Regions from separate parts of the Mus musculus genome. Here all the other regions are linked to region 3. Evidence: chromatin contacts called from public HiChIP or PLAC-seq and promoter capture Hi-C data. All regions are on one chromosome and are shown on one strand. Each heading gives the region's core, a stretch centred on a gene start, on an enhancer-like site or on the middle of the called end of the contact. The rest is flanking DNA. Distances are from core to core; before and after follow the strand shown.

Region 1 (4,730 bases), core at 747-3,246, 360 kb after region 3:
TGCTGATTGCCAGATCTGCCAACAGCAGAAACCAACACTGAGTCCCAGATATGGCACCATTCCTCGGGGTGACCAGCCAGCAACCTGGTGGCAGGTTGACTACATTGGACCACTTCCTTCATGGAAAGGACAGCGTTTTGTTCTTACTGGAGTAGATACTTATTCTGGTTATGGATTTGCCTTTCCTGCACGTAATGCCTCTGCTAAAACCACCATTCACGGACTGACAGAATGCCTTATCTATCGTCATGGTATTCCACACAGTATTGCTTCTGACCAAGGAACTCATTTCACAGCCAGAGAAGTACGACAGTGGGCCCACGATCATGGCATTCACTGGTCTTACCACGTTCCCCATCATCCTGAAGCAGCTGGGCTGATAGAAAGATGGAACGGCCTTTTGAAGATGCAGTTACAGCGCCAATTAGGTGGTAACAGCTTGGAAGGCTGGGGCAGAGTTCTTCAGAAGGCAGTATATGCTTTGAATCAGCGCTCGATATATGGTACAGTTTCACCCATAGCCAGGATTCATGGGTCCAGGAATCAAGGTGTGGAAAACGGAATAGTTCCACTTACTATCACTCCTAGTGACCCTCTAGGAAAATTTTTGCTTCCTGTCCCCATAACTCTAGGTTCTGCTGGCTTAGAAGTTTTGGCTCCAGAGAGGGGAGTGCTCCTACCAGGAGCTACAACAAACATTCCATTGAACTGGAAGCTCAGACTTCCCCCTGGTCATTTTGGGCTTCTAATGCCCTTAAACCAACAGGCTAAAAAAGGAATAACAGTGTTAGGAGGGGTGATAGATCCAGATTACCATGGGGAAATTGGATTACCTCTTCACAATGGTGGTAAGCAAGATTATGTCTGGAGTGTAGGAGATCCCTTAGGGCGTCTCTTAGTACTACCATGTCCTGTGATTAAAGTCAATGGGAAACTACAACAGCCTAATCCAAGCAGGATGACAAAGGACGCAGACCCATCAGGAATGAAGGTATGGGTCAATCCTCCAGGAAAAGAGCCAAGACCTGCTGAGGTGCTGGCTGAAGGTGAAGGAAATACAGAATGGGTAGTAGAGGAAGGTAGTTATAAATACCAATTAAGGCCACGTAACCAGTTGCAGAAACGAGGATTATAAAGTAATATGAATGCCCATTGTAAATTTACTAATGCGTTTGCGATTGTACGAGGGATAGTTATATCATGTTAGGCGTATTTACAACCTTGTTATTGTTTCATGTGAACATGAGATATTATTTGTGTCAAGTTGACAAGGGGTGGATTGTAGTGGCTATTCCTGGTTGTCAACTTGACAATATTTGGAATGAACTACAATCCGGAATTGGAAGGCTCACCAGTGACCCTTATCTGGAGGCTTGGAGATCCTTATCTGGATCTTGGTTTGAAGATCTTGAGCCATAGTGGCTATGGATTCCAGAAGATTGAATCTCCGAGTTAAGGAACACACCTTTAATCTGGGCTATGCCTTTCATCTGGGATTAAAGGTGTGGTGGAACACACCTTTAATCTGGGCTACACCTTTTGCTGGAGACAATATAAGGACATTGGAAGAAGGGAGTCTAGCTCTTGCTCTTGCTCCTTTGCCTGCTTGCTGCGTGAGACTGAGTAACTGCTAGATCCTTGGACTTCCATTCACAGCTGCGACTGAACAATTGTTGGGAATTCGGCTGCCGACTGTAAGTCATCAATAAATTCCTTTACTATTTAGAGATTATCCATAAGTTCTGTGACTCTAGAGAACCCTGACTAATACACCACCCCTGGCCCCACCCCTGACCTCATCCCTGACCCCACCCTGACCTCATCCCTGGCCCCAGCCCTGGCCTCATCCCTGGCCCAGCCCTGGCCCCAGCCCTGACCCCACCCCTGGCCCCACCCCTGACCTCATCCCTGACCCCAGCCCTGGCCCCACCCCTGACCTCATTCCTGGCCCCACCCCTGACCTCATCCCTGGCCCCACCCCTGACCTCATCCCTGGCCTCATCCCTGGCCCCAGCCCTGGCCCAGCCCTGGCCTCATCCCTGACCCTATCCAGCCTCAAGCCAACTCTGCTCCCTCAGTCTCTGCTTCTGTGACATTCTTGTCAGTTGCTACTTTTCCTTACCCTGACACAGACCACTTGACTGCTCGGTCCTCTGCAGACAGTCCCAGGAGACACACAACCTGCTCCAAACACACTAGTTAAAGACCCAGAAGACCTCTGCCACACTATCAAGGTAAAGCAACCCAAAACCCAGGTAAATACCTGCTGGTGTGAAGACCAAGTAACGATGCATGGATTTTTTTTTTTTTTTCCGAGACAGGGTTCCTCTGTGTAGCCCTGGCTGTCCTGGCACTCACTTTGTAGAGCTGGCTGGCCTCGAACTCAGAAATCACCTGCCACTGCCTCCCAAGTGCTGGGATTAAAGGCGTGCACCACCACCGCCCAGCAAGATGCATGAATCTTAACCAGGGAGAAGAGTGGTAAAGGTATGGACAACCCATACTGTTGTATCTGCACACTGACCCAGTTACTTTTATAAATACCATACCTATGACCACTTCCTCCATAACACTCAGGAATGCAAGCAGAGTTTGTGCCAGGGGCAGACAAGTAAGGCAAAGGCTTTCTTTCCAGTGGTCGGCTACAATTCCCACAATCTGATGTGGGCACACGGAGCGGGGTGGTATCAGTTGGAGTGAACATATATGGCCTTACTTACCCTTTCTATCTCCTGGAGGTACAAGAGTGCAATGTCCCCAGCTTTCTCATAGCAGGTGATGACGTCCTGCTCCCGGTCCACATGGAGATTACTGGTAGAGGACGAAACAGGCAGTTTCTCTAAACAAAGTCCTAAGAGCAAAGCAAACACATAGAAACTGAACAAGTTGGTTTTCATAGGACATGATTCTAAGTCTGGATGCACAGGGTCACAGAATGGTCGGCTCTGCAAGAGGCTATCGGAGAAGCAGATCCTCTATCCTGACTTCCTTTTAATTAGACAGGGTCTTGCTATGTAACACTGGCTGGTCTGGATTCCCTGAGTAAACCAAGGATCCACTTGCCCCTCTCTCTGCTTCTCAGTTAAAGGCACAGGGCACCCACACCCTGACTGTCTTCTCTTTTAAAGACAAAATGGAATATCAAAATGAAGCTCCAGAAGGAATATCTAAAGTTGCAGAAGAAAGGGGCCATTCAGTTCACACCACATGCAGTCTGGCTCACCCTGAACTCAGCTTGAACTGGAGAGGGCCTTCACACGAGCTCTTTCAGTCCTGAAGCGTATGGTAGTATGGTGGTCATGTTTAGACATCAGCATGACCAAGCAACGGGATGCTAGGACATCGGGACAAACCTTCTGGGTATGTCTGTAGGGTTTTCTGGATGAGACTTACACTTGGGCTGGTAAACAGAGTAAGCAGGTTCCCTTCCCTACGTGGGCAGGCCTCATCCAATCAGCTGGGAGAAAGGCAAGCATGGTCTTTCCCTGTCTGAACTGAAGTACTGGCTTCTTGCTTGGGGCCTGCTAGCTGTCTGGCTGAAACCTATGCCACTGGATCTTCAGGTGCCCAGGACTCTAGACACGAATGGAAGTATGCCAGCAGCTCCCTTTAGGGTTCTAGCAGTTAACTAAAGGTCTTATCTCCAACTCACCATGTCCCAGGATGGTTCTGATTAATACAAAGACCCTCACTCAACTATGCCCAAAGCTTTTCAACAATTTTTTAAAATAAGCAAGCCTGTCAACTCTAGTTTAGAGTTTATATGTCCCCTAAGGCCTTTAGTTAGAAGCCTGGTCCCCCCTTTACCCCCAGAGGTGCTACAGGGAAGTCATGGAATCTTTTAAGACGTGGCAGTGAGTGGGAAGTCTTTAGGTCACTGGGGCATGCCTTGGAATAAGTTTTCAATTCTCTGAGGGAACATTACTTAGAAACTTGGGAAATCTTATTACATTAGGACCAACACTTAGGCCTACAAGCTTAGGAGTAATTAAACCACGAGGCTGATTCTGGACCGAGAGAAAACCCAGAAACCTGAAGGTATTTTTCTCATAGATGGGGCAAACTCTTTGCTAGGGTAGAGTTCAGGGCTGAGATGTACAAAAGCATGAAAGGCTGAAAAAATAACAACATGAGGACAAGCAGACACTTCTTGACCCCCGTGCTGACCGACCTTCAACCCCCTAGAGAAACCAGACACAGTGGGGGAAGGACTAGCAGGTTTTCACAATAGGATCTCTGTTGCCTCAAGTGCCTTATGACATGGTATGCACCCAGCTCATTTAGAAGTCTGAGTCTGGAATTAGAAGGGACCAAAAAGGTCAATTCTCTTTTACAGCTAAGAAGTGGAGACCTGTCATGATAAAGAAAGTGATTTCCTTCAAATCAGACAGTTAATGGGTCTTTAGTCTCCTGCCTGGCATATACCATTATGCATGACATACATACATGACATACATACATGACATACATACACACACACACACACACACACACACACACACACACACGTTAGTATTCAAAGTGAACTCCACTCCACAGAGGGAAGTGGACACACAAAGTATCAAGAAAAAAAAATCTGAAACCTCACATGCACCCTCTTGAAAAAGGGCATCATCCAAGTTGCTCTCAGCACAGTGCAAATGCCCCTAGGCCACAGATAGTCACAGGAGAGCACCAGGCTGCACAAAGAGAAGAGCCACCTTTATTCATAGGGAGCCAGCAGTCAGCAT
Region 2 (5,279 bases), core at 1,251-3,750, 370 kb after region 3:
AATTAGGTATTTTCTTCATTTACATTTCAAATGCTATCCCAAAAGTCCCCCATGCCCCCCCCCCACTCCCCTACCCACCCACTCCCACTTCTTGGCCCTGGTGTTCCCCTGTACTGAGGCATGTAAATTTAAGTAAGGTATGTGATGCACCTGGAAAGGAGCAATTGCGCATGCGCTACAGTGGTTCCTGTCTGAGTCTTGATGAGGCTCCTGCGACCCCTGGTGGCAGTTGCCCACCTACTGCAGAACGACCTCTGACCCCTGCAAAAAGTTGTGATCCTGACAGATGTGGCCCTAAGCCACAGCTTTTGGTTTATCATCTTGCTATATAATTCTGGGTTCTGGATTTTTAAAACCTGTCCGGAACTCCAAAGTGTCCCAGATATCCTTAAACAAAAAAGTCTGAGGGCTGCCTGCACTGTTTAGTAAAGGCTGTCTGTCCACAACCTCCTGCAGAGTCTACACTGGTTCTAAGAGCTGCTGTTCAAAGGACCTCAACACAACCAGGATCAACCTCTGTCACTAAGGGTGTGCAGTCTCACGGTGACACAACCGTGAAGAGGTGGAGTGATGAATCTTCCCACCAGCTCTCTTAAATGGGGCCTGTAGCCATGCTTGTCTTTAGGGTAGCAAGGATCAAGGGGAATAGGGCCAAGTGGTTAGGACATGTTTAGGACACCTTGCAAGATGCAATCACCACCAATAATTTAGTACTACATCCCAGAACCCAGCATTCAGTAGTCCCTACATACCCTGAGGCCTCTCTGCACAGAAGCTGCCACCTCTCATGGGCACTGGGCAAGGCACAGGGCAGGGACATGCAGCCAAAGTGGGGCTTCCTGTTTCTCCTGCTCTGCGCTCTCCCCAGCCCGCTGTGAACAGCTACACCCTACGCCACACTGCAACACCTCGCTGTCCACAGAACAGTCTGTGCCCTGCTCCCGCCCCCAAGAGAGCTCTGAGCTTTCCAAATATGGGTGTGTGTGTTTTCTTCTTCATTTCCAACACATCATGAATATCTGGGGGAAGAAAATGAGCACTAGACATGGTTTGGCAGCCACAGAAGACTAGGAGGGGTTGTGACCAAGCAAGGCTTGCACCTGGGATCCAATTAGTCAAAACACAAGAGCCAGGCCGGGTGATAGCCCAAATCAGACTTGGTGCAAGTCCGGGCCCCTAGGAGATTCTAGGAGGAACCCGACTGCCACAGTGCAAGAGCTAACTGCATTACAAAGGCTCTTTAGCCAGACAGATGGGAGGCAGTCCACAGACCTGGAGGTGAGGGTCAGCAGGAAAGGAGCCACAGACAAGATTATGTGCTTCAAAGCATGCTGGACCACATCTATATTCATCTAAATAGACAGGATTTCAGACACGCTGAAATTCCCTCACTTCCGACTTAACAACCAGTGTCTATCCGAGTAGAGTTCATGACCAGTTGTGTACCCGGCATGCCAGGGCAAAGCTAACAAACGGTCTCGTGCGGGTAGGGTAGCCTGTGAGGCAGCTCCACCCCTCCTCTGTACACAGAAGCAAGGCAAGCAGCGTGGACATGGCACAGCTTCACTGCCCAGCCTAGACCATGTGCCCGTGTAATTGCTAATCCCATGAATTAATTAATTAATGATACAGTTATGGAAAGGCAAGTGGCAGAAGGGAAACGATTAAACCAAAGCAGAGTGCCAACCTAGACTGTGTGGAACCAGCGGGAGGAGGGTGGGGTCTGCATGCAACAAACAGTGTCAATGAGGGTGAAAGTCCCATGTCACTCAGACCCCTCTCTCCTGAGACCAGAGCTAAGGGACAAGAGAACAGCAACGAGCTAGAAGAAGACAGAGCCAGTTAGGGAGTGGGCCTGGAGGAGGTGGGGCAGGTGAGTGGGCAGCAGGCGGCCTGGAGAAGGGGTGGGTGGGTAGAACACAGCAGGATATGAGGCCAGCCTGGCCATCTGGGAGCCGGCCACAACTCTGGAAGGAAAAAAAAGTGTGCCTACATTCAGCAGAAAACTCACTGGGAACCCAAGCTCTGAGCACAGGGACACTTGTACTCTACTGTGGACTTTTAATTTCAGCTTGACTTGAGCTGACACTCAGGTCTCTGTCTAGCTGCTGCCTTCATCGTACGTGAACATCACCTGCCGCAATAGGAAGCACACAGAGGGGAAGTCACATGTTACTCAGACCCCTCTCTCCTGAGACCAGAGCTCCACTGAGTACCCTACCTCCAGATAACCCTGTCACCACTGGGAGCATCAAATCAGTCCTTGCTCTCCTCCTGCACTGTGGCTCTCCACAGTGAGCTCCAGTCACCCCACCTTATATACCAAGAAGCCTTTAATTCTGACCAATAAGCCAGGACCCTAGAGATCCTTTTAGGCTGAGCAGACTCCCGGGTGATCAGAACTCCTCACTTCAGCTCCAGTCCCATAGGTTCCTTAAGGTCCAGGGAAGCCTCCTCCCGAGGCTGAGGCTCAGCTGCTTTGGGCGTTCCTGTCTAATGGGCTGGAACTACCTTCACGCTTCCCACACACACTTGTCTCGCTAGCCCCTTACACACAGCTTGTCCCCACTGCCTGCCACTTCCCTTTCAAACACCTCCCGGTTCTGACGTGTCTGCCCTGGCCTTGGTGCAGCCCTCTACTTGGAATCTAGGCCTTGGCTGTACCACTGGTATCAGGTGGGACCAATGAGAACAGAGGAAGCATGCTAGTTTTTGAAATGAAAGGGATGTGATGCTTGGAACTGTCTGCATAAGAGATGAAAGATGAAAAAGAAAAGCAACATGGCTACCCACCCACCCCGGAATCTGGCACCAGCAGGAAGCTGCTGCCATCCCAAAAGCTGGAAAGGCCAGAGAGAGGAGGTGGAGTTGAAAGGGCCCGGAAGCTGGGGTCGTTGTGTGGGAGTTAAACAGAGAGGGACACTTCATTTGTCAGGAGCTGGACATACTGTGACTTTTCTCTCATCCTACCCGATGTCTTCCAGCAGTGCCTTCTGGTGGCCAAAGCCGCAAGGCAGCTGACTGACCCTGGGAAAGTGCAGCCTGCAGAAGAGAGCCTCTGAGAGGTAGGACACAGAGGAAGGAGGAGCCCAGGGGTCGCTCACAGCCTCCCACAAGCCTCCTTCCCTGCAGTCTTTAATCCCTTCCTATCCAGTCTTGTTTAATTCCTTCCTAGCTTCTCTTTGCCCTGCGCAGAAAGATCATTCTTACTTATCCATTCATTCAAGCCTAGCCTCATCCTTAAAACTTGCCAATAGGTGGCAGCTTCCTGGCAAGAGAAGATGCAGAATTTGTTCACTAGACTGACACTGTCAATCAACTGCATGCACAGTAAGGGCTGTCAATCAATCAACTGCATGCACAGTAAGGGCTGTCAATCAACTGCATGCACAGTAAAGGTTGTCTGCTTTGACTATGCACACTGAGTCTGCTTTAAAACATGGGCAAAACACTGTTCAAATTATCACTGAAGGATGAAATGCTGAGGATCTGCAAAGCTGTCAATCCTGAAACTGGAACCAGCTAAAAACAGCCAAGATTGTCTGTCCCTATAGACTAGCTCGGAGGTCCATTGTAAAGATGCCCTAGCTGGATATCTGGTGCCATACAGCCAGATGATGCATAGCTTTAACTCCTACTCAGGAGGCAGAGGCAGGAGGACTGAGCGCTCAAGGCAAGTTTGGGCAACAGAGAGAAACTGTCTCCAAAAGGAAGTCAAACCAAAGCAAAAAAAAACCCACCACAACAGACACCAATATGGCAGCAGACACCATACGCAGAGCTGTGAAGAGCGGGAGAGGCTGGTAAAGCCTAAGGTAACAGAGTAACAAGAGACCGAGTTAGCAATCAAAAACCCAAAAAACCCCAGGTACACGTGGATGTCTAAGTAGTGCCAAAAAACCAAAGTGGAGAGAATACTTCTCCAATTCATCTTCTGACATCAGTCTTCATGACAAAGTCAAGCCTTCCCCTGGAGACCACAGGTGTCCTGTATGCACACAGCTATAGAAAGCCTCAACAAGATTAACACCCCAAACCCAGCTACACAGAAAATGATTAGACACCATGACCAAATGGGATGGATCCCAGGAATACAAGACTGAGCTAACATACGGAAACCAACATACAAAAAGGATGAGGCACACCGATTACAGGACCTTCACATCGGAGGGGAACAAGTACCCTGTGTTCTCTAGCACACATGCGTGACTTTTAGAAATCCAACAAACTAGAAACAGAAGAATACTTTTCAGAGTTGGTAAAGGTCATAAAAGAAAACTCAATAACCCAAACTTGATCATAAAATTCCCCTACCACAAGGATGTCTGCTCCGGTCACTTCCATTCGCCGCCATTAATGAGAACATAAGGAAGCACCAGCTATGCAGATGTGCATCGAAAAGACACAAAGGAAGAAATAAAACCATCTGTATTTGCAGATGTTATAATATTATATAGAAAACGCTAAAAACATACCTTTAAAAACCCTTCCAAGCTAACAGAGTCCATCTGGGTTGTGGAAAATGAAGCAACACAAGGAAACCAGCCACATGCCAATGGCACTTAGCAATCTCATATGAGACCAGGGAACAATCCTACTCAGAGTAACACTTAAAAGAACTGAATACTTAGAATAAAATGTTTAAATGGACATACATATCCAAAAAAAAAAAAAAAACTAGACAAGGGCTGGAAAGATGGCTTAGTGGTTGAGAGCACTGACTGCTCTTCCAGAGGTCCTGAGTTCAATTCCCAGCAACCACATTGTGGCTCACAACCATTTGTAATAGGGTCTGACGCCCTCTTCTGGTATGTCTGAAGACAGTGACAGTGTACTCACATATATAAAATAAATAAATCTTAAAAAAAAAAAAACCCTAGACAATATTTTTAAATGAAAGAAGGCATTTCATGTCCATGGATTAGAAGATGACAATACTACCCAAATCACCTACAGATTCAACAGTGCCCTGATCAAAATTTCCCTGCCCTAATTTACAATCTGTCCTAAAATTTACATGGAAATACAAGGACTCTAAAGAGCTGAGACAATCTTGAGAAGGAAAAGCCTATCTGATGACTTTGCAAGTTCAAAGCGCACTACAAGGACACAGGGATAATGACCTTGCAGTACAAAGGATAGATTCAGTGGCCAAGGGAGCTCAGAGAGGAGCAATCACATTTATATTCAACAATAAGGATAGTACGACAATTTAGTGGAAGAAGAATTGTCTCCTTAGCAAATGGTTCTAGAATAACAGGAACTCCACAAAGGAATAA
Region 3 (5,013 bases), core at 2,115-4,614:
AAGAGTCCACCAGAAGCACGCAAGCTAGCTAGCCTAGACTATGCTTTGCAGTGGCAGAAACAGTAAGTGAGACCCTACCACCACAGGGTAGGAGACAAGACCAAGCCCAAAAAGCTGTCCTCTGATTTATACATGCATGCAGATATGTGCACATCTGCAGACACACCCACACACCAATATTAAGATATTCTAATTTAAAAACATAAAGCTTACAGACATCAATGCAATAAATAGTACATGGTGTTGGGGTACATGCATGCATTATGTGATATTTAAATACATAGAGCATCTATTTCTTTCACTATTAATCATTTCTTTATGGTTAAAAGTTGAAACCCTTTCAACTAGCTTTCTGAAACACACAGTTCACACACTGAGGTAATGTAGAATGCTTTCTCAACATGTACAAGGCTCGGGGTTTGAGACCCAAAAGAAGAAAAAGTAGCCTATGATAAGATCTTCCAGTGGTTTCTGCCAACACCTGCTATCTAAAGTTAGAACCCACCCCACCATGGCTGCGCAGTCTTTGTCCTGTGTAATTTCCTCTATCATATTTATTATCATATGGCATGCTATGCAATTTATTTACCTGCTTATTACAAAATTCATCAAAATTTTGTTTTCTGCTCGCTCATTACAGTATTCCCATCGCCCTCAGGAGAGCCTGGAGCATGGTGAGTGTCCAGAAACTAGCTATAGCAGTGAGAACGAGAAATCTGAGCTGAGTCATTGACCCAAGTGGCACTCTGACATGGGGCAGAGAGAGGCAAAGCCACAAGATGACCACTGAGATGGGGGAGGGGAGGCTTCGTCTGGCTTGGGTCTCATTGTGGTGACATTACCCAAGATATTCTCATTCAAACCACCACATGTGGCTATTCATAATCTCCACCCTCTCCCTCCCCTCCCCCACCCTCTCCCTCCCCTCCCCCACCTTCTCCCCTCCCCCACCCTCTCCCTCCCCTCCCCCACCTTCTCCCCTCCCCCACCCTCTCCCTCCCCTCCCCTTCTTCTTATCCCCATCCATAACTTCTAAAGCATGCGGCTTCTACTTGAATCAGTGCCCACACCACCTCTCTCTCTCTCTCTCTCTCTCTCTCTCTCCCTCTGTTTTTCTTGAGACTGGGTTTCTCTGTGTAGCCCTGGCTGTCCTGGAACTCACTCCTCGAACTCCGAAATCCACTACCTCTGCCTCCCAAGTGCTGGGATTAAAGGCGTGCACCACCACTGCCCGGCCACACTACCTCTCTTAAGAGGACCCAAGAAATAGAAAATAATAGAACAACAAAAAAAAAAAAAAAAAAAAAACCCACAAAATTTATGTTTACTCCATGACAGATAAGTAAAAGCAAGCTGAGTTATCGAAGTCTCTCCGGATGCTTAGGGAGATGGAAGGTGTGGGTGGAAAAGAGGGAGAGTTCCCTCCACGACTGTGTAGATGGGCAGAAAGGAGATTTTAAAATCACGTGACTGTGGCACTTCTGAACGTTGTCTGTCCCACAGAAGGCAAGTCCTAAGCGTCATCGGTTCTGTGTGTGCCGGCCTCTTAGGGAGCCTCCTGTCCTTTCGGTCATATTTGGGTCACACTCCTAGGCATCCCAAGCAATGCTGGCCTTGAAGCCACTTTTAACACAGACCAGAACCCTTTAAATCTTCCCACTTGTAACTTTTTTGCCTCTGAGACAGAGGCTATGTAGCCCTGGCTAGCCTAGAACTTGCTACGTAGACCAGGCTGGTCTCCAACTCACAGTCCTCATGTCTCTACCCACTCTGGAGCCATTTACAGCTCTCGCCTTCTTACAACTCTCTGCTTCCATCCCCTTCTCCCTCTGTCTCACACTGCTGTCAAACAATCCAGTTGCCGTTCAGCGCCCAATCACACATCTAAACGTTGCTGCCACCGTTGGTCCACCGCCTTTGCCTTCACCACATCTGCTGCTTCTCTGTGCTACCAGTTCATGTCTCCAGCCTCCCAAGAGTAAATTTAACTTCCTCCCTTTACCATCAAAGCAGGCAAGACAAGACCAAAGGAAGTCTTTTATTGAGCCTCATGTTACAACATCCAGGGAGGCAGCAATGGAGTGTCCTCCAGCCAACTCACCCAGCAAGCTTGGAGCAGCCTGTATATATAGCAAGATAAAGATTCAGATAACCATAGCACACGTGGGTATTGATGAAGGTTTGTGTTGGCACCAGTCACCTTGTCCCTTTAACCTTCACCTTACAACACACAGTTTCTGTCTGCTGGACCATCAGGGGAAATAGCCCCACCTGGGCTAGGTAGAAATGATGGCAGGGTCTTCTGAAATTCATTGAATGATAGCAAAAGGTCTGATACAAGGTGTTGGGAACGGCTAAGGCCATCAACTGGGATTGTGTATAGTTCTCAGTGTGTCTGTGGAGTACTCAAAATAGCCAGGTCCTTCGGGCTGTTTGACTAACCAGTTCTTTTGTTCAAAGTAGCTGTTAATTAGGGAGTCAGATTTCCTATCCCTCAAACTCTTACTTAGGAATAGGAACACAAAGAGTACTTACATGGACAAGCTAAAGAATTTATCGTTAACATTAATAACACTAATTAATAACAATGTGTAACACCTGCCTGGGGCCCCAAGCCCCAGTTTGTGTCCCTCCTCAGTGATACTTGGACTCTCTCCACATTCAGTGTCCTGTCTTTTTTTTTTTTTTAATTTTTAATTACTTTGTTTATGTTTACATGTATGAGTTTGCACATCACGTGCTTACAGGTGCCCTGAATGGTTGTTAGTTGCCATGTGGGTCCCCTGCTCTTCACTGCTGAGCCCTCTCTCCAGCGCCTCAAGGGTAATTTTAACACAGTATTAGCCACCATCATCAGTCCCTTGTCATCAGAGGGAAGAAAAAAAAAAAAAGCACACATTTAGATCTCTTTCGGCAAAGAACTATTTTCAAGAGAGCTACAAAGTTCAGAAACTAAAGAAGATCATAAATGCTGTGTACACATCAACTTCTCAGTCCCAAGCGCCATTCCTGCCTGACATAAATACTTCTTCCCAATTATAATTTTGCATCCTTTTAAATTTCTAAAATTTTCATATTTTCCCCAAGTCTCCAACGTCCAAGATCATTGTCTTAAGTTACTGACAAAAGCCCAAGATCAGCTACTTAGAATTCCCTCGAGTAAACTATTTTAAGTGCCCACATGTTTAACCAATCCTTGTACCAAACCGCCGAAATAAGCCCTTCGTGCTCAACTTCGCCCGTGAGGAAGTTGGTCCCGATAGGCTTCCGTAGCCTGTTTTTTTTTTTTTTTTTTAAAGTTACTTCCGTTCTGTCCGGGTCGCTTTGGTGGATGCACTTCCGGCGGTGGCGATTTGGAGGACTGAAGGAAGATGGTGAGTGACTAAGGGTTTCGGCTGGTCGTCTCAAACATCCATGCGCCCCAAGGCGGGAGGACGAGGCGATGTGACGCTCGGGTTCATCGCGGGTCGGAGCGGATCTCACTCCCTGGCGGACGCGGGCAGGATGCACGGCGCCCAGGGAGAGACCGGGCTGTGAACCGCTCGAGTAGGCAGGCGCTGAAGGGCTGAAGCCGAGTGGGACAGCCCGGCCGACGCTGGGGACAGCGGCTGAGCCGCAGAGCCAGCGTAGTGTTTCTCCGCAGACGGCTCAGCGCTCTCCGGTTTGGTTGGTTGAGCCGGATTCAGATGTAGGCACGGAGGTTACCGGGCGAGCACGGTTGATGATGGCGCTTCCGTTCTAGAGCAGGGAGACAATAAATATGTCAGGGAACAGGACCGGGCCAGATCGTTACGTAGCTGTGTTGTAAGAAGGTGGCTGGTTTTGTTAGGGTATCAGCGAAGGACCCTTCGTGGATGTGAAATCTAAATCGAGGCCTAAATTAAGGTTGTAAGGGAGTAATCTGTACTGATAGCTGAGCGAAGCCCGGGCAGGGCAGAGGGTCAGGAAATGCAAAAGGAGGCAACCCTGAAGTCCGCCCGAATCATGAGCTGCCAGGCCAATGCATCTGAATGTAGGTGAAGGCCAGAGCACACAAAGGACCGGTGATGACTTTGAAAAGTATCCCAAGCCGGGCGGTGGTGGCGCACGACTTTAATCCCAGCACTCGAGAGGCAGAGGCAGGTGGATTTCTGAGTTCGAGGTCATCCTGGTCTACAGAGTGAGTCCCAGCACAGCCAAAGTTACACAGAGAAACCCTGTCTCGGAAAAGCAAACAAACAAACAAACAAACAAAAAGTATCCCGAACATGCGCCAGGCATTTCCCCAGAGTTGTTCTTACTTCTTAGAACAACCCCGAAGATTATTATTAATGTCCCCATTTTAATGAGGAAACAGAAATACAGCCAGTGACCATTGGTGGGGCACAAATCCTTTCTTTTCTAGAGCAGTTGAGAAACCCTCTGGGTTTGAGAGACAGCAGAACTTAGTGTGATTTCTGTCTAACAAGCTTTGTGACAATATACAGGGCCGTTAACCTCCCTGGACCTTGGTCCTTTTATCTGCCTGTGTATCAAGGGGGCTTTGAGAATCAAGCGGCTCAGGGGTAAAGAACACCTGCTGCACTTTGAGAGAACCCACGTTTGGTTCCCGGCACCCATGCATGCCAGCAGGCTCCAGAATGGTCTGTAACTCCAGCTCTGAGTAGGTCCGAGCCTTGCGTGTGGTCGAATGTGCTTTATGCTTGGCATCATTTCTGAGGTGGTTTTGTCCTGGTACTGAAGCCACCAGTGTTGTAGTGAGAGGTGCTTCCCTAGGGTGGTGAATCAGTGAGTCCACTGTTACTCCTGTTTCAAGCTCCACTGTTGGGCAGATGGGATGGCACTCGACATGAAGCCTGGCAGCTTGAGTTGACTCCAGGACCCACAAGGCAGAAGGAAAGAATCCCTGGAAGTCGCCCTCTGGCTTCCTCTCGAGTGCCCCGGCATGCGGGCACAGACCCACACGTACACTAAACCACATATCTTTGCACAGGAATTTAAAGGACCACCATTTAAGGCATCGCCCAGTGTTAA
Region 4 (5,388 bases), core at 450-2,949, 390 kb after region 3:
TACCTTTCAGAAACAGACTCAGCCCTAATACTCAAGGGGTCCTGGGTGGCTGGACTCTACCTGTACTTGCCAGAATCCCATGGATCCCCAGTTCACAGTCTACCAGCAGGAAAAGATGCAGTCATCATTACACCAGCTCTTAGTGCCGGAAGTATCTGGCTACATGCTGGGACAATGAGGCAAAAAGGAAGAAGGAACCCCAAGCCATGGGAATATTAATTTCAGATGGATTAAAGAATTAAGTAGAAAGAAGAAAGGATCAAACAGACTTTCACTCCCCCAAGTGTGGACCTATGGAGACTAACTTTCTCCCCCTGGCTTAGTCACAAAAACAACGTACAGAACAGAAACAAGCTCAGAGACCCTTAGAGAAAGCTAACAGACACAGAGCTGCCTTCAATTTCCACTTGTGACTTGGGAATGGCGGCCTGCCCTTTGAGCTCTGCCCACAAAAGCCTTAGATCTGAGCATCTTCCTGTCCCAGAAAGTACTCCCCAGGCACTGTGGAAAGCACAGGCAGGGTCTCCAGCTACACAGGGAGCAGCCACCCTGCAGATTGGCCAGACCTTCGGCCTCCAGGACAGAGAAGCCCAAGCAGCACCAGGTGGAAAGAGTCTCAGGCTTAGGCAGCCTGGGGCCAGAGTCCAGGCTTACTGGCTGTATGGGACAGAAGACTCACCTAACCTCTCTGAGCAGTGGTTTCCTCAGCTGGCAATCGTAAGAATCACACAAGAGATGCAATATAGCACGTAGCAGGTGCTAAGCAACACTAGCTACTAGGACTGATCTTTTCTTTCATGAAGGACCTACTACATCCCAGAATAGTAACACTGGAGACGGAAAGCTCTCTAAATCCACTCCTTGTGCACCCGGGGTCTGCAGCATTATCAGAGTAAAGAAATAGTGGATACCGCTGACTATCAGCCCAGCCATACCAGGCTCTTACTAAGCACGAGGCCATGTACCAAGCAATTCCTGAAAGCAACATTAAGCTGTTGAGACTATCACCATTGCCATCTCACACAGAGAACAGGCAGCAGAGAGAAAGTACATCCTGGAGCTGGGCTCTGAACCCAGACAGTTCCTGACACCCTCTCTCCCACATGCCAGGCACAAACCATCCAGGCTTTGGCATCTAGACATGGTCAGCCTTCACTCCAGCCCCTCAGGCTCTAGGCTGCAGATTCCACCTGGACAGGTGGTTTTGGAATCCTCTTCCTGCCCCATCGGCTTGGACTCTGGGAAAATCCGAGTGAGTAGGGGGTGTGAGGGGCCTGAGTCAGACTGGTTTGAAAGTGTATTCCAGTAACTGAAACAGAGCTAAAGCCGGAGGTGAACCATCAGCCAAACGCTGCCAGAAAAGAGGGCAGATGTTAGCCTCAGTGGATGGACCCAGGGCCCTGGTTCAGCTCTAAACAGAAAATCTACAAGTCCTATGGCCACCACAGTTCAGTGCCTGGAGCACTTGGCTCTTTGGTACCCCAAGGAAGAGAGGGAGGGCTGTAGCCTTTGTCTGCCTCAGAGCAGCTCCCTGGTAGGCTAAGCAGCTGGTATGCAGAGATCTGATACTGAAAAAAAAGTCAGGTTTCTTCTCTGTTTTGTGGAGTTCTTGACACCAACACAGAAATCTCAACCACCCAGTTCATATGTCACTTAGCTCTATTCAAACCATTCCTGGTGTGGCTGTGACCCAAGAGGGGAAAGACAAGCCTCTATTCAAGAAGAGCTGGTTCTGCAGCATCATCCCCTTTGTCACACAGCTGAGACAGCTGGGTTCTCTGCTTCTCCTGTGTCATGTTGGTGACACCCCCCCCCCATCTGGCCTTTTGTGACAGGTAATGGTATTTTCAGCACCTGTGATTCCCCCAACTCCTAAGTGTTCTGATAAGACACAAACAAGTAGTATTGACAGGAATATAAATCGGCAGGAGTGCCTCCAGGGGCAATTTAGCAATTTCTATATAGTAGTTTATAGACCTGTATCATCTGACTCAGGAATTCCAGGTCTAGGAACTTTTCCCATGGATCTTTGCATCTTTGAGTACAAATGCATAGTAGAGACAGTTTCCTATACACAGCTCTGCCTGAAATGGTAAAGAACAGAAAACAATACATATAGGGACTTGTTTGATGAATGTTGATGTGTCCAATGAAACATAACGCATCCATTAGACAAATTAAACAGCCAGAATTATTTAAGCACATCTGTGTCACCTAAATATATGAATGCGCCCTGTCTTCAACAAACTCTCCAAGCTGAGCAACAGGATAATGTAAGCTATGATAGACACAGAAGCTTAGAAAGGGGAGGACTCACTTCCTCTTCCATCTGACTAGCTGTGGTTATCAGTGGACTTCCTCTTCCATCTGACTATCTGTGGGTATCAGTGGACTTGCTCAGGCCTAAGTTGATCATTCAAGAGCAGCAGGCACCAGGCCCAGCCCTGTGGTCACAGTCTGCTGTAAGGCATTGCATTTTGAGCCAGTTTGTTACATAGTAACAGCCAATAATCTCAAAGACAGAGGGTTAAAAAAAAAAAAAGCAAGAGAGAAAAGAGGGTGTATAGAATGGTATTATTGTGTGGAAACAGCAAGAGGCAGAGAGGGAGGCAGTGAAGGGAGGAAGAGGAAGATGAGGAGGAAGAAGAAGGAGGAAGGAAGAAGAGGAAGAGAAGGGAGAAGGAGAAGGAAGAAGAGGAAGAGGAGAAGAAGGAGAAGGAAGAGGAAGAAAAAAGGAGGAGGAGGAATGGGGCCTGAGAGACAAGTCTACCATCTTGAGTTCAATTCCAGGGATCCATGGAAAGGTGGAAGAAGAAAGCCAGCCCCACAGAGTTGTCCCTTACCTCACATGGATACTATGGCTCATGCATGCCCCTCCTCCCAATAAATAACATTGAAATTATACATATGGACAGGCTACTTTAGACTCCCCATATAATGTCCCAAGAGTGGCTGTACTGGTAAAGGGCTGCGAGAAGGCAGACAGTATGGGGTGAGCATTCATTCATCTTGTACTCTACAGAAGATCCCTCATTTACAATGAACTTAATAAGTTTCCAACTTTATTTTTAAAGATTTATTTATTTATTATATGTAAGTACACTGTAGCTGTCTTCAGACACTCCAGAAGAGGGTATCAGATTTCGTTACGGATGGTTGTGAGCCACCGTGTGGTTGCTGGGATTTGAACTCGGGACCTTCGGAAGAGCAGTCGGCGCTCTTAACCACTGAGCCATCTCGCCAGCCCAGTTTCCAACTTTATAATGGTGTAAAATAAAAACCAATACTCTAGATTGTGAATATCTTTTCCAAGTTTACTACTAATGTAGAAAGGACTCCCTCAAAATGTTTGGGTGGCTTTCCATCATCCTTGCAAGCACATCACCCATGTGTGCACCCAGGTATTTGTGTTGGGTGATTTTTCTCTAACTGTGAGGTAATCTAAGTGCTATCAGGCTAAGAAAGCTATGACTCTTGGCCCACTGAGTCTACTAAATGCATTTTCAACTAACACTACTTTCAACTTATGCAGGGTGTGATGGCTAAATTTACTGTCAATTTCACTAGATTTAAAACCACCTAGGAGACACACCTCTGGAGATATGTATGAGGACATTTAACAGAGGTGTGAGACTACTCTACCAAATTTACCAGAGGAAGAAAGGCCTTCCCTGAACATGGGCAGCACTACCTTATAGTCTGTATCCTAAACCAAATACTACAAAAGGCAAGAGGAAACGGTCTGCAGAAAACCAGCATTTGCTTCTCTCTCTCCAACCTGATTCTCTGAGACATGAACAAGTGTCCACAGCCAGGCAGAGACTCTCCAAGGAAAGGGTTCTTGAGATAGTGACAACAGAGTCAGGAAGTCAAAGATCTGTGAGAAGGGCATTCCAGAGAGGGGAGGTGTCAGGTGGCATGGTCTAGGACCCGAGAGAAAGCTGTGCCCTTGGACAAGCTCAGTGCAAAAGTCTTGGAGGTGTGTGAGCAGTGGATGACATGCCCTGACTTGAGTTTCTGAGAGCTCCTCCGTCTGCTGTGTGGCAAGTGGACTCAGTGAGAGGACCGAACAGGACTAGATTTTCCCAGTGAGGAGACAGCAACTCAGACAAGAGTGAGGGAAGAAAGTGGGAATATAACCCAGAGGCAAAACAAACCAGGCCTGCTCCTGGACTGTGCTGGGAATATGGCCCCAGCAGTTCCACACCATGATCTCGGGAAGGTGTGAATGCATTTTATGGGACAGTGTGAAGGGCCTGGAGATGGAAGGATTATCCTGAATTGTGTGAGCACAGGTCTGCATTCAGGAGATGTGGCTACAGAGCAGAGATGGGAGGCTACACTGTTCACTCTAAAGTCGGAGAAGAGGGTGTTAGCCTTTTGTCTACATTCCCAGTCGTCCCTTCACCTGCCTGCCGCCTTACCTGTGCACAGTAGGGCATGTGATTACGTCATGGCCCAAATTAAAGGCAGAGACCCCTGACCCTCTCTTCTTCATCGTTGCCCCTTCTTCCCCTTCTACCCCCCAATAAACCCTCTTCTCGTGGAGCTGTACTGGCCTGGTGTGATCTGTCCTGATACGAGCTGCCTTCTAACACAACAGAGGGTAGGAGCCACACAACACACAGAAGCTACACAACCCAGGCAGAGGAGAGACACGCCACCTGTGGAGCGCCACTTGATTGACCCTGGAATTAACACCTGAGTGACCCCTGATTAACCACTTTCTGACTCTTCACCTCCACAATGCCAAGAGGATACAACTGTCCAACTGAGGATAATTTGTTACAGCAGCCACTAGAAGCTCTGACACAGGGCCTGTGAAAAGGGAGAGGGATTAAAGACACATCTACTGCAGACCTCATGGTGGGCAGGGGCACCAGAGCACCATTTACAGAAGTAGAAGCATGAGGCCAAGTTCAACCTGCAGTGACATTCAGTTTTCAAGTCAAGTCCAGATCAAACCTAAAAGAAACTGAGGGGAAAGGTCTAGAAAAAAAAAAAAAAATCAGGGCATGTCTGCTACAGAAACCAAAATGAGACTTATGGGAAAAGCATTCTGGGGAGAAGTCTCAGCAGGAACCCAGCAGGTGTGGTCCACTGCTTCCGGGAAGTGGCCAAGTGAATGACAAGGGCCGAAGCTCAGACAGTCATTTCTTTCTTTCTTTTTTTTAATTAGATTAGATTTATTTATTTTATGTATGTGAGTACACTGTAGCTGTCTTCAAACACACCAGAAGAGGGCATCAGATCCCTTTACAGATGGTTGTGAGCCACCATATGGTTGCTGGGAATTGAACTCAGGACTTCTGGAGGAGCAGTCAGTGCTCTTTACTGCTGAGCCATCTCTCCAACCCCTCACACTTACTTTCTAACATACACTCTCAT

Evidence for each region. Promoter capture Hi-C pulls out the DNA fragments that hold promoters and counts their contacts. HiChIP or PLAC-seq counts read pairs in DNA pulled down with a chosen protein or histone mark.
Region 1: a contact with region 3 is called in a promoter capture Hi-C map of stem cell-derived epiblast-like cells, with 3 times the contacts expected there. The contact joins the enhancer-like site here to the promoter of Psmc1 in region 3. A contact is called at or near these places in 5 of 39 promoter capture datasets (embryonic stem cells, hippocampal neurons, pre-B cells and 1 more), 12 of 484 Hi-C or Micro-C datasets (the CH12 cell line, the G1E-ER4 cell line, bone marrow-derived macrophages and 6 more), 7 of 115 datasets of contacts at active chromatin or transcription factors (the SCID.adh cell line, T-cell acute lymphoblastic leukemia, bone marrow-derived macrophages and 3 more) and 1 of 9 other capture datasets (embryonic stem cells).
Region 2: a contact with region 3 is called in a promoter capture Hi-C map of pre-B cells, with 8 times the contacts expected there. The contact joins the enhancer-like site here to the promoter of Psmc1 in region 3. A contact is called at or near these places in 7 of 39 promoter capture datasets (embryonic stem cells, hematopoietic stem and progenitor cells, hippocampal neurons and 3 more), 29 of 484 Hi-C or Micro-C datasets (B cells, CD4 single positive thymocytes, CD8 T cells and 18 more), 8 of 115 datasets of contacts at active chromatin or transcription factors (the SCID.adh cell line, T-cell acute lymphoblastic leukemia, embryonic stem cells and 4 more) and 3 of 9 other capture datasets (embryonic stem cells, liver and macrophages).
Region 4: a contact with region 3 is called in an H3K4me3 HiChIP or PLAC-seq map of pro-B cells, with 5 times the contacts expected there. The contact joins the enhancer-like site here to the promoter of Psmc1 in region 3. A contact is called at or near these places in 8 of 39 promoter capture datasets (the 3T3-L1 cell line, the C10 cell line, embryonic stem cells and 3 more), 9 of 115 datasets of contacts at active chromatin or transcription factors (T-cell acute lymphoblastic leukemia, acute myeloid leukemia, effector CD8 T cells and 5 more) and 3 of 9 other capture datasets (adipose tissue, embryonic stem cells and liver).

The regions. Positions count from the first base shown.
Region 1 is chr12:100,463,460-100,468,189 of GRCm38.p6, forward strand. Ttc7b (tetratricopeptide repeat domain 7B) reads right to left here. Exons shown (of 20, transcript NM_001033213.1): 4 at 2,721-2,851. Among named protein-coding and RNA genes, the nearest start is that of Gm36375, 29 kb to the right of the region's middle. Within about 2 kb of position 1,997, at least 33 of the 459 cell types and tissues checked have an H3K27ac peak or open chromatin away from gene starts, as enhancers often do. A contact at or near this core is called in stem cell-derived epiblast-like cells, where this site is marked.
Region 2 is chr12:100,479,906-100,485,184 of GRCm38.p6, forward strand. The region is part of intron 3 of Ttc7b (tetratricopeptide repeat domain 7B); the gene reads right to left. Gm36375 (elastin-like) reads right to left here. Exons shown (of 2, transcript XM_006516439.4): 2 at 1-5,279. Among named protein-coding and RNA genes, the nearest start is that of Gm36375, 13 kb to the right of the region's middle. Within about 2 kb of position 2,501, at least 16 of the 459 cell types and tissues checked have an H3K27ac peak or open chromatin away from gene starts, as enhancers often do.
Region 3 is chr12:100,106,838-100,111,850 of GRCm38.p6, forward strand. Psmc1 (protease (prosome, macropain) 26S subunit, ATPase 1) reads left to right here and starts at 3,365. Exons shown (of 11, transcript NM_008947.3): 1 at 3,365-3,374. The coding sequence starts at 3,372.
Region 4 is chr12:100,503,267-100,508,654 of GRCm38.p6, forward strand. All of the region lies in intron 1 of Ttc7b (tetratricopeptide repeat domain 7B), which reads right to left. Among named protein-coding and RNA genes, the nearest start is that of Gm36375, 11 kb to the left of the region's middle. Within about 2 kb of position 1,700, at least 60 of the 459 cell types and tissues checked have an H3K27ac peak or open chromatin away from gene starts, as enhancers often do. A contact at or near this core is called in T-cell acute lymphoblastic leukemia and pro-B cells, where this site is marked.